Regions from separate parts of the Mus musculus genome. Here region 1 is linked to region 2. The links are chromatin contacts, called in public Hi-C maps. All regions are on one chromosome and are shown on one strand. Each heading gives the region's core, a stretch centred on a gene start, on an enhancer-like site or on the middle of the called end of the contact. The rest is flanking DNA. Distances are from core to core; before and after follow the strand shown.

Region 1 (5,655 bases), core at 2,904-5,403, 530 kb after region 2:
GGCTAGAAAATTCTCCGGGAGCCAGACTGCACCTCAAGAGCTGGTCTTTAACAAAACAGCTTTTATTAACAGACCTAGTGAAAGAAAAACAAATACAGGGAGCACAGTGAAAGGCGATCAAAGTATCCTGTATGAAAAGAAGATTTTAAAAAGTTTTAGCTGGGCAGATGTGGCGCATGCCTTAATCCCAGCACTTGGGAGGCAGAGGCAGGCGGATTTCTGAGTTCGAGGCCAGCCTGATCTATAGAGTGAGTTCCAGGACAGCCAGGACTACACAGAGAAACCCTGTTTCGAAAAAGCCAAAGTGTGTGTGGGGGGGGAGGGGGGGGAGTTTTAAAGCCAGAACTAGGTGTGTTGGCATAAGCCTTTAGTCCCAGCCTTGGGAGACAGAGGCAAGCAGATCTCTGTGTGTCTGAGGCTAGTGTGGTCTACAAAGCAAGTTCCAGGACAGGACAGTCAGGGTTACCTAGAGAAACCCTGTCTCAAAAAGATCAAAAACAAAAAGAATGAAATCAAAAGAGAGAATATAATAAAGTCAGGCATGATAGCAAATGCCTGAAACCCCAGCATCTGAGATGCAGAGGCCGGAGAATCAGTTCTAGACTCACCCCCAGCAAAAAGGAAGGGAGGAAGAAGAGAGGGAGGGTGAGAGGAGGAGGGAGAAGGCTGAGGATGTAGCTCGGTAAGTAGAGCGCTTGCCTGGCATGTGTAAGTCCTGAGTTCAATCCCCGCACCACATAGAAGCAGGCATGGTGGGGGAGTTGGAGGGGGAGCTGTGGGAGGGGGCACTGGGAGGAGGGGGCAGATATTGGGATGTAAAGTGAATACATAAATAAATTAATAGGAAAAAAAAGCAGCCATGGTGGTGCACAATTTTAATTCTAGCTCTGACACGGAGGCAAGGAGAGCAGGAGTTCAAGGTCACGCTCAGGTTTACAGGGAGCTGGAAAGCCAGCCTGGGCTACATAAGCCACTGCCAAAGTGGGAGGGTGGGGAATGGGAAAATGTAAATATACAGACTAATGAAAGCTACAGACTGCGCCCTCCTGCCGTTCTTCCAAATGTCCTCTCAAATAAGTAAAGAAATATGGGGACAAAAACCGGAGACTGAGCCAGCAGGAAAACAGATTTAATCAGCCACAGTGACCTTTCCCTAGGGTACCTCACTTCAGCTCAAAGCTCAGCCTACCTGCTCAGCCAATGAGTTCAGGGACTGAAATCAGCTGTGAAGGATTTGATTGCCAAAAAAAAAAAAAAAAAAAAAAAAAGAGAACAGCACACAAGCAGGAGCCTGCCCCACCCCCACTGGCTCCAGCAACCTTTCTATATTTGCTTGCTTCCGCTGCCAATCTTCCTCATCCTGCTCACCTGCTCACCTCTGCTCGTCCCCTTCTCTTCCCGACCCTGTCTTCTCTGCCCTATGAAACACACAGAGGAGCGACCGCAGCCTCATGGAAGATGGAGATGCTTCGCCAGGGCATTGCCAATCCAGTTCCCACTCTCCAGGTCATTCTTTCCCTCTCCCAATCTCTGTGGTCTTGGTCCTCACCACTAATATAAGTCAGACAGTCCTACTGCCCTTTTGTACCGGGTCCAATCTGTACTGCTGACAAGCTGGTATTTCCACAGCAACCCTAGGAAGTGCCCAATACTGGCAGTGTATGGAGAGGCACAAGGTACAGTTCCTGGCCCAAGCCACACAATTGGAAAGTGGCAGAGCAGAGAGGCAAAAATCACGTGGTCCAGCTCTAGACCCCATCCACTTAACCAGACCTGTTTCCACTGGAAATTTACTTCAAAGCCCTCTAACCAGGTATTACCAACAAAATTTTTCTTTTGTAAGAGACTGTCTCACTCTATAGCTCCTGAAACTCTACGTAGACCAGACTGGCCTGTAATTCACAGAGAGGAACAGGACAGGGGGATCAGGTGCAGGGAGAGCAGGGAAGTCGATGGAAATTGGCAGCAGAGGTAGGGTGGGGGTTGAGTTGTCTTTACAATGTGCCAGAGTCCTGGGGGTGGGGTGGGAGAGGCCCCAGGGAGTCTATGGGGACGACTCTGAGAATATGGCACCTGAAGTGGCCACTGCCTGTGGCCAGGCAGGACTCCCAGTGGAGGGACCCACCCACAAAACCCTTGACCCAGGATGTGTCTTGCCTGCGAGATGTGCAGGGACATGGATGGAGCAGAGATAGAGGGAATGACTGACCAATGACTGGGACCCATCCCACGGGCAGGAGCCGATCCCTGAGGCTGTTAATGATGTTTTGTTATACTTCCAGGCAGGAGCCTGGAATAGCTACACTCAGCAGCAGATGGAAACAGATTCAGAGACACCCCCCCCCACCCCCCCCCACCCCCACCCCCGCCAAGCAGTACATGGAGGGAGCCTGGGGAGTCTTGTGGAGGAGTTGGGGGAAGGACTGGGGGCCCAGGGGAGGATGGTGGCTTCACAGGAAGACCACAGAGTCAACTAACGTGGATTCTGGGGGGGGGGGGGCTCTCAGTGACTGAACCACCAACTAAAGAATGAGCACTGGCTGGACCTGGACACACACACACACACACACTTGTGTGGCTTGTTCTTATGTGGGTCCCCCAATAACTGGAATGGGGGCTGTCTCTGAACCTGTTGCCTGCCTGTGGATTCTTTTCCCCTGGCTGGACCACCTTGTCTAGCGTTGGTGTATGGTACTTCAATGATTTGATGTGCTGGGGAGGTGATAGAAGCTCCCCCTTTCCAAAGGAGAAGGGGGAAAGGAACAGGAAGAGTAGCTGTAAGGGGGGGGGAGGGGCTGGGAGGAGAGGGGGAGCTGATATCGGGATGTGGAGTGAATAAATAAATAAATGAAAAAGAGAAAAAGACACAGTTTCACAATGTAGCCCTGGCCTGGTACTCACAGAGATCTGTTTGCCTAAGTGCTGGAATCAAAAGCATACATCACCACACCAGGTCCTATTCTTTTTAAAAAGAATCTTTTGGGGGGTGCAGGGAGATGGCTCAGTGACTAAGAGCACTGGCTGCTCTTCCAGAGGAATTGGGTTCAATTCCCAGGACCCATATGGCAGTCCAAAACTGTCTGTATGTACGCAACTCAAGTTCTACAGAATCCAACATCTTCATGCAGACCAAACAACAATGCACGTGAAATAAAAATAAGTAAACCATTTTTAAAAATCTTTTTTTTTTTTTTTTGAGATAGGGTCTCACGTAACTCAACCTGGCCTCAAATGCCTCCTCTCCTACTTCCCAAGCGCTGAAATTACAGACATGTGTCGCCATATCCAGATAAACAAACACACAGGGCTAGGAGCCAAACTCTGGACGTGGCGCGTGCTAGGCAAGCATTCTACACTGTGGTGGTACATTGCCAGACCGCAACAGATTTTGGAAGTGTTATCCTGCCCTTATCAACAATGGATCAAAAGGGAATTCCGAGTTTTCTCCAGTGTTTTCAAGAAAAGTGGGCAGCCAAGCACCGTAGCTTACATCTGTAATGCCAGTACTTGGGAGGCTGGGACAGGACTATCTCCAGTTCGATGCCTGTCTAAGCATCTGGGTGAGCTAAAGGCCATTCCGGACTCGTGGGTGAGATCCTGTCTCAAAAAAATAACGTGGGCAAAGGGTCCTGTTTGAACTTGTAGCTCTCTTTGTCTCCCTTCATAATCATCTTGTGTAAAGGACAGTCATGGCAAAGTCCCTTGCCTTGCCTTTTGATCAGGTGGCATAGGAATCAAACCAGTTTCTTGCTCAACTCCCTTTACAGTTGGAATTTAAGCAATGTAGGACCCTATGAAAACCTGATCTGTCCTTTCAACCCCCGTCTCGTCTCCTTCTATCGAGGCCCACAAGTAGCTGCCTTGCTTTTCCTCTAAAGGGATTCTTCCCTTGAATTTCTCTTCAAGAAGTTTCTCGGACCTTTTCTTTCTTTCCTTCACAGCCCGCGGTGTCTCACACAATGTAAGAATAACTTTTACGTCTCTATTTCTCCCTAAGAAAGACCCCGTGGGGCTCAGATACTCACAGATCTAGCCAAGCCCCGAACCCCAGATCGTCCCAACAGGAGAAGAGCAGCCTGGCGCAGGCCACGGCTCGGCCTCCAGATCTTGGCCGCAGACATCACTATCGCCATCTTGGCTAATAACCACTCCTCCTTTCTCACAGGATAGACATACGGCTGTCCCACCAGATGCCTTATTCAAATAGCAGCACCGCTAGGCCAACACGCTATCTGCTTCTAACCACCTTGCGACAAAGACGCATAAATGAGTAAGGTGGCAATTTTTAGTCTCTAAAATTGCTCCGGTCGTCTGCTTCTAGTTGCTCCTAATTCAGGCAACTAAAAGGACAACTTAACTTGAACCTTCAGGGTTCAGGACCCGGAGCCCTGAGCAAAATGGGCCCTCTCCAAGTCCCTCCCCCTGTTCCCTGTTGTCCAATGGCTATGCCAGAATTGGGAGGTGGAGGTGGGCGGGACCAGATTGTTAGTAAACGCTGAGCCACGTGCTAGGGCCAACTCGGGCGTGCCCTAGACGGGCGCATGCGCAATAGGTACGCGGCCGGTAGAACTGCGCGCGCCGCTAAGCGGAAGCTACGGTGGGAGCCGCAGCGCGCGTGGTCAGCGGCTATGGAGGGCGCAAAGCGTGCAGACGCCAATTTACTCACTGACACCGGAACAGAGTCCAGCCCCCGAAGTCCAGTCTGCAGTCTCCGGCACTTTGCTTGTGAGCAAAACCTGCTGTCCCGGCCGGATGGATCTGCTTCTTTTCTTCAAGGTACGAGCCTCACCAAGTTTAACTCAGCGCGCGCCATCCTCACCGAAGAAGGGTTTTTGAAGAGCGGTTACTGTGTAGTATGTAACCAAGTACGCCCGCCTCCTTGAACTTATTTCTAGATGTTGAGTATACCCACCTCCCGTCTCGAGAAGAAATGAGTTGGCCAGCCTGGTAAATCCCTCTCAGAGGAGATCGAGAGCAAGACCACTCTCATAAGAGTGACTATCCCAGAATAGGTATTTCACCAAGGCAGATATTACCCTTCTCTAGATTTCTTTCTTTCTTTTATCTTTCTTTCAAGACTTATTTTATTTATATAAGAGCACTGTAGCTGTCTTCAGACACACCAGAAGAGGGCATCAGATCCCGTTACAGATGGCTGTGAGCCACCATGTGGTTGCTGGGAATTCAACTCAGGACCTTTGGAAGAGCAGTCAGTGCTCATAACCACTGAGCCATCTCTCCAGCTCCCCTTGACTAGATTTCTTGGGTTTTTGTTGTTGTTGTTGTTGTTGTTGTTTTCACTTTGTTGTTGAACTCACTTTGTAGACCAGGCTGGCCTTGAACTCAGAAATCCGCCTGCTTCTGCCTCCCGAGTGCTGGGATTAAAGGCGTGCGCCACCACGCCTGGCTTTGACTAGATTTCTTAAAAAACACTTCTAGATCCATACATCACCGGTTGAGGCTAAGGTGTTTATTTGCATAAATACCCTTTGAGACAGACACATCACCACCACTGGTTTAAATATAATTACTGTGGCAGATGATACATCTAAGTAAGTGCTCTTCAAATTAAATGTGATCTTCCCATCCTGGGCTGAGAAGCATCTCCCCTTCCCCGGTCCCATCATTTAAGAAAACGTGCCTTTCCTTGGTATA
Region 2 (5,590 bases), core at 829-3,328:
GCCAAACACCACGAGGGTCTGAGTTCAAGTCCCTAGATATCCATTTTCAAAAATGCAGGGATGTGAGTCTGTAACAGATAAGATGGCAAGACAAGAGGGGGAGTTGGCCAACCAACCAGCGTGTGTCAAGACAGAAGGCAAGGACTGACATCCTGAGGTTGACCTCTGACCTCCACACAGACTTGTCCACACTCACATTTGCATGTGCGCGCGCACACACACACACACACACACACACACACACAACCTATAGGGAGACACACACTCAGATGATGCCATAGGGTGGTGTATAAAAAAACCAACCCCATCCAGATACATGCATACACACATGCACTTACTCATATCCAGAGTGACACACACACATTCGCATATTCAAAGGCACAGGCAATCTGATATGCATACACCCGTGTCCAGAGTCAGTTCATTCTGAGAGGTAACCACGAAGACCTCTGAGACTCTCCAGGGTGGAGAGCCTGAGATCAGACGGTGAGTGATCTGCCCGAGGCCACACGATGTATTAATCACATCCTTACGATGGATTGATTCTTGCCAATGCTACACGGTGAAAACCCATAACAGTTCTCCTGGGTAGGACTTTTTCTTTTTTTTTTCACCCTACAGAAATCCCCAGTAAAAAGTCTAATGCTTTGTCCAGTGGCTACAAGTTCTCACTTGAAATGAGTCCATAGTGAAGCCGCTATATGTGTGCAGATGGCAGTCTGGACTTCATATGTACACTGAACAAGTAGATATGTGTACACCCACACGGCCACCTCAGTAAATAAATACCTGTCAATCCTCATCTTTCTACTGTCTACCACCATCATTTTTATATCCTAGCTCAGAGAACTCCTCCAGGAAGCCCTCCCTACTACCATGACAACAGAACTAGATAACTTCTGGACTCTATCATCTCTGCTCCACCCTCCACCCTCCAATCCCAGGTCTGATCACCACAGGATTGTCCTTTCCACTGAACTCGTGACTCCAGAAAAGCAGACCTGAAGCTGCCTAGCCCTGATATATCTTCAACACCAATATCCAACATAGAACGGCCCGGTAACCAGCGGTTGTTGAAGGGACTTGGCGATGCCCCCCACATACTGATGCATGTTGGACGGATGCACGCCAAGCCAACACTCACACCTACGGTCACCCAGGAGCTCGACGCACACTCGACCAAAGCTCCAGAAAAGCAGTCATGAAGTACTGATCCTTGGAATATCTCAGCACTGGTATTATCACCTTACACTTCCCAGTACTCTGCTGAGGTATGCTAAGTCTGCGCAGAGATGCATACCTTCTACGAAATGAGTCCCCAAGCGCAAATCACCTGATACGGTGCCTGCACCGTATCCAGCTCACCCAGGCAAGCATGTAGTAACTCAAAGACATAGAATGCATGCGCCACGGAGAAAGTCAGAGCAGGATAAGGAGACTGAGGGATATATAAGATTAGTGCCATTTTGCAGAATAAATGAAGTGGATCAAGAAGAAATCACTGCTACGGGCACACAGGAATGCCACGCACAGCAGCCCTCCCCCCTGCACACCCAGGAGAAATAGCAATAAGCACAGGACGCAGGACACCACACCCACACTCACACATATGCACACCTGCACCACACAAACGCAACTGCTTGGTCTTCCAAACCTGTTGCAGCCCTGTGTCTAAAGAATCGCCCACGCTGCCCAGCCCACCAGTTCCCCATATGAAGTCCAGCAAAAAACAAAACAAAACAAACAAACAAACAAACAAAAAACCACATGACCCTTCCTTTTTCCTGTTCCCTCAGTGGGGAGACAGACTGGAAGTATACCCCCCCACACACACACCCCATGCCTAATGCAAAACAGTATCAAAGAGGAGCTGAGGAGGGGGACTAGGTGAAGGAAGGAAAAGATGTTACTAAAGCACGGGGCCTCCCAAACAAGGGGGACAGCCGAAGAGGAGGTGCAGGAACCGTTGGCAGAGGTGGTCAGCAGAACGGCCCTAATATGCTATTTGTCCTCGCCACCCATGAGAAGGCATCAGCCTCTTACCTGGAGCCCCCATGCTGGAATGAACCATGCTGCCCGCCAGCCAGGGCTGGGGAACAACTGTGTCATCTCCCCGCCCTCTCTGGGGGCCAGCCCTCCCTGCCGGAAGTCACCCCGGGAGGAAACCACAGGGCCGGTCCGCCCCCTTCGGAAGGGAAAATACCCTGGCCCACAGGCCGACCCCAGCGGCCCAGGCGACCCCAGATCATGAGTGTATTTGAGTAGGGGCTTAGTCGGGTGGAAAGCGAGGACGCTGGAAGAACTGACTCTTGCTGGGGCCACACTAGGAGGTATCTATACAGTCCTTCTGCCCCCGCAGCACGGAGGGGTGGGGGCGAACACATCTGGAACAGGGCGTGTGGGGCTGTGAGAGAAGGTGAGGCTATACAATAACAATGGCAAACACAATTTGAGGTTTGTTCGAGGAGGGATCTCTCAGTGCCTAACCCTGCACCTCCCACGTAACAGGTGTCATAGTTTGACAGTATTTTGTGATTCGTCTTACAAACGACAAGACTGAAGATCAGAGAAGGGAGCAGTGGCTTTCTCAAGGATCCAGGGCCAAGATGCATCAAAGTAAAAAAAAAAAAAAAAAGGGGATGCTCAGGATGCTGTGGACAGACCAAGGCTTGCAACCTGTGCCACAGGTAAGGCATCCCGGGCCAATAGTGCCCATGAGCAGTGGCACAGTGGCAGTTAGGGCGAGGGGTGGAGGCCTAAGTCAGAGACAGCTAGAAGCCTGTCAGAGGGCAAACGCGTGCACCCGGGGCAGTGGAGCTGAGCTTGAGTCCTCAGGGTTCCTGTGGAGCGCTTTCAGCGAGCCGCTCCGCTCTCAGTCCTGCGGTTTTCCTGAAGCCCGCCAGAGGGCGGCAGCGTCCAGTCAATGGGCAGGAGGGCGGGGCCGGCTTCAGAGGAGGGAGCCCCGCCCTCCGCTCCATCCCGGCCCGCATCCTCCCCCGCCCCGCGCGCACACCTGCGAGGGTCACACAAAGGCGCAGGACTCGGGCGCACAGTAGCGCAGACAAAGGCAGGCGCGAGCCAACTGCCCTCTTCTCCCTCTCAGCTTCCTGGAGTCCGAGTTGCTGAGCTGCCTTGGCATCTCTTAAACAGTTCTCCTATCCACTAGGGCCATCCAGGACACTTTACACCCCAAGTGGAGGGTCCCCCAAACCACACGCGTGCACACATAGACGGCTGGATTCATCCTTCTACATACATGCATACACTGAAGTATTTCTTCTCAGACCAACCCTCCAGCATTTCACACGAATGCACACACAGAGATTCACTAGTGCACATCTCTACCATGGCCCCAATATCACCCCTCCCCGCAGACCAAGCTTCATCAGCTACATATGCTCTACTACTTCACCCAGACCCACAGGGCAGAGGGCACATCTACACATATGGCCAACGCAGGCCAGGTTACATGTGCCCACACTCCCATGTGCACAGCCATGAAGGACACAAAGAACTACATGGGTGCCCTCTGCCCCCAGCCCTGTGCAGGTGGACACCCCAAGACCTGGCAGATGGTCCTGACAGGAACGAACTCAGCTCTTAAGCTGCACACAGAGGGGACAGTTCCTGGGCATCTACACTCTATAATATCCCATTATCGGAAAGACCATTTCAGAGGGCATTTGCCGACCGCACAGCGGCTGGCGGCAGATTTTCTATACACGAGGGTCTTCCCAGCAGAAGTTGGGGGCAGTAAGGTAGCAGGTTTTTGTCTTGAAGCCTGATTTACCCAGTAAGCTCCATTTTCATTTAGGATTTATCTTTTGAGGGAGTGGTGGTACTTAGCACGATATGGAGGGATACAACCCAGACAAGGCCCCTCCCCCATAGTCTACCCTTTACCAATTCAACATCGTGCAGGCCAGAGACACATTCACCAGGCTGGGTCCCAGATGGTGATCTAGGAAAAGAAGGGACACCCATTTCCAGTGAGGCCCTCCTGGATCTTCAAGTGAGGCCAGAGTGGGAAGGCCTCGATGGTTCCCTAAGGATAAATTCTATTCCTATGGCCTTCCGTGCTGAAAGCTGTGTCTGAGTCTCTGGGCCTATGCAGGAGATGCTGAAGGAGGGGAGAAAGACAAAGGGGCAGAGTGTGGGGCACATGGCTTAGATGGTGAGGGGAACTGGCAGATTGGAATGGGATAGGTAGGGTGTGGAGAGCGGCTTCCCTGCCAAGGAAGGGGTCTGGACCCTCATAATGAGTAGGGTAGGTAGGGAATAGGCATTGGGGAGCAGTGGGGGCCACACTGAGGTGCAGGGAACCTGCGGGGAGGCAGCATAGAGGAGGCCAGGCTGGGCTCAAGGCTGAGCGGTAATTAAAGGAGACGCAGGGGGCTCCCCAGGGCCAGCGGGGCCGGTAACTGACACGCGGGCCCCATTGCTCCGCTCATATTTCTCGCCGGATCGATACGTTTGACTCCCGACAAGACAATAATCGCTTGTACGCGGCCGGCGAGTCGATCAAATACATTATTAGAGCGAGGTCCCCCGGGGGCCCGCTGGGGAGCCGTAGGGGGGAGCAGCCAGCCCACCGGGGACAGAAGAGTGAGATTCTTCACCCCTCAGGGCCCCCTGCCATGGCCTCTTCCTCCTGGCCACCCCTGGGGATCCTCTCCATGGCTCGGTTCCTCTCTCTCTCTCTCTCTCTCTCTCTCTCTCTCTCTCTCTCAGCTCCTTCTATCATTAACAATCTCATCACCTAGCCATGGCCTTATCCTTGGTCTGCGCAGGGACCCAAAAGATCTGTCCCCACAGGCGATGCTCTTATCAGTAGGACTGAGGCTAGCAGGTGTTCAGAGAGGCCCCTCAGACCCCTAGCCTGGTGGGAGATAATGAAATGGAGTCAGGCCAAGGAATTGGGAGTTGAGAGAGATGAACTTGGGCCTAAGAGTCAAGAGTAGCAATCTTCAATCCAGACTCCATTCCGGATGTAAACATGAGAGACTTCAGGAGAGCCCGGGTCAAGGGGCAGCCTCTGGGGCATTAAAGGACTTAGGGGCCTAAACAAACAGGAAAGCATATTGTTAGGGGTAGGTGGCAAACAAACTCACAGACACAGGGATATGGAGCTGCTCTCAGGACCCTAGGCTCTTTCCAGCCATACTCAACCTCAGCTCTGGGCTGTCTGTATCATGTGGCCATCTCTTGCCCACTCCCTTGGCATCTGGGCTCAAACCTAGCTCTTTTAATTGTAAAAATGTTTACTTTCTCTTATGTGTATGCGTGTTTTGTCTCCATGTCTGTCTATGCACCAAGTGTGTTCCTGGAGCCCACAGAGGTCAGAAGAGGGCACTGGAGTCCCTCGAATTGGAGTCACAGCCAGTTGTGAGCTGCCATGTGGGCGCTGGGAACTGAACCCAAGTCCTCTGCAAGAGCAGCCACTGCTCTTACCCACTGAGCCATCTTGCAGCCCCTTAGACATACCTCTTGTTTACACAGTTCTTCATCTCTTTGATGTGAGGCTCACTCAGGACTGCTTCCCCGATAGCCCCAAATCAATCATGTCATGGAGCTGGGCATGCTGTTCAGA

Evidence for each region. Hi-C and Micro-C count contacts between places; a contact is called where the count stands out from the background.
Region 1: a Hi-C map of B cells shows a contact between it and region 2, with 5 read pairs. The contact joins the promoter of Bckdha here to the promoter of Pou2f2 in region 2. A contact is called at or near these places in 1 of 39 promoter capture datasets (embryonic stem cells), 1 of 484 Hi-C or Micro-C datasets (B cells) and 3 of 115 datasets of contacts at active chromatin or transcription factors (cardiomyocytes, embryonic stem cells and large pre-B cells).

Annotation. Positions count from the first base shown.
Region 1 is chr7:25,654,608-25,660,262 of GRCm38.p6, forward strand. It overlaps Bckdha (branched chain ketoacid dehydrogenase E1, alpha polypeptide), which reads right to left and starts at 4,154. Exons shown (of 9, transcript NM_007533.5): 1 at 4,026-4,154. The coding sequence starts at 4,133. Exosc5 (exosome component 5) reads left to right here and starts at 4,546. Exons shown (of 6, transcript NM_138586.3): 1 at 4,546-4,776. The coding sequence starts at 4,629.
Region 2 is chr7:25,130,382-25,135,971 of GRCm38.p6, forward strand. It overlaps Pou2f2 (POU domain, class 2, transcription factor 2), which reads right to left and starts at 2,079. Exons shown (of 15, transcript NM_001163554.1): 1 at 2,044-2,079. The coding sequence starts at 2,071.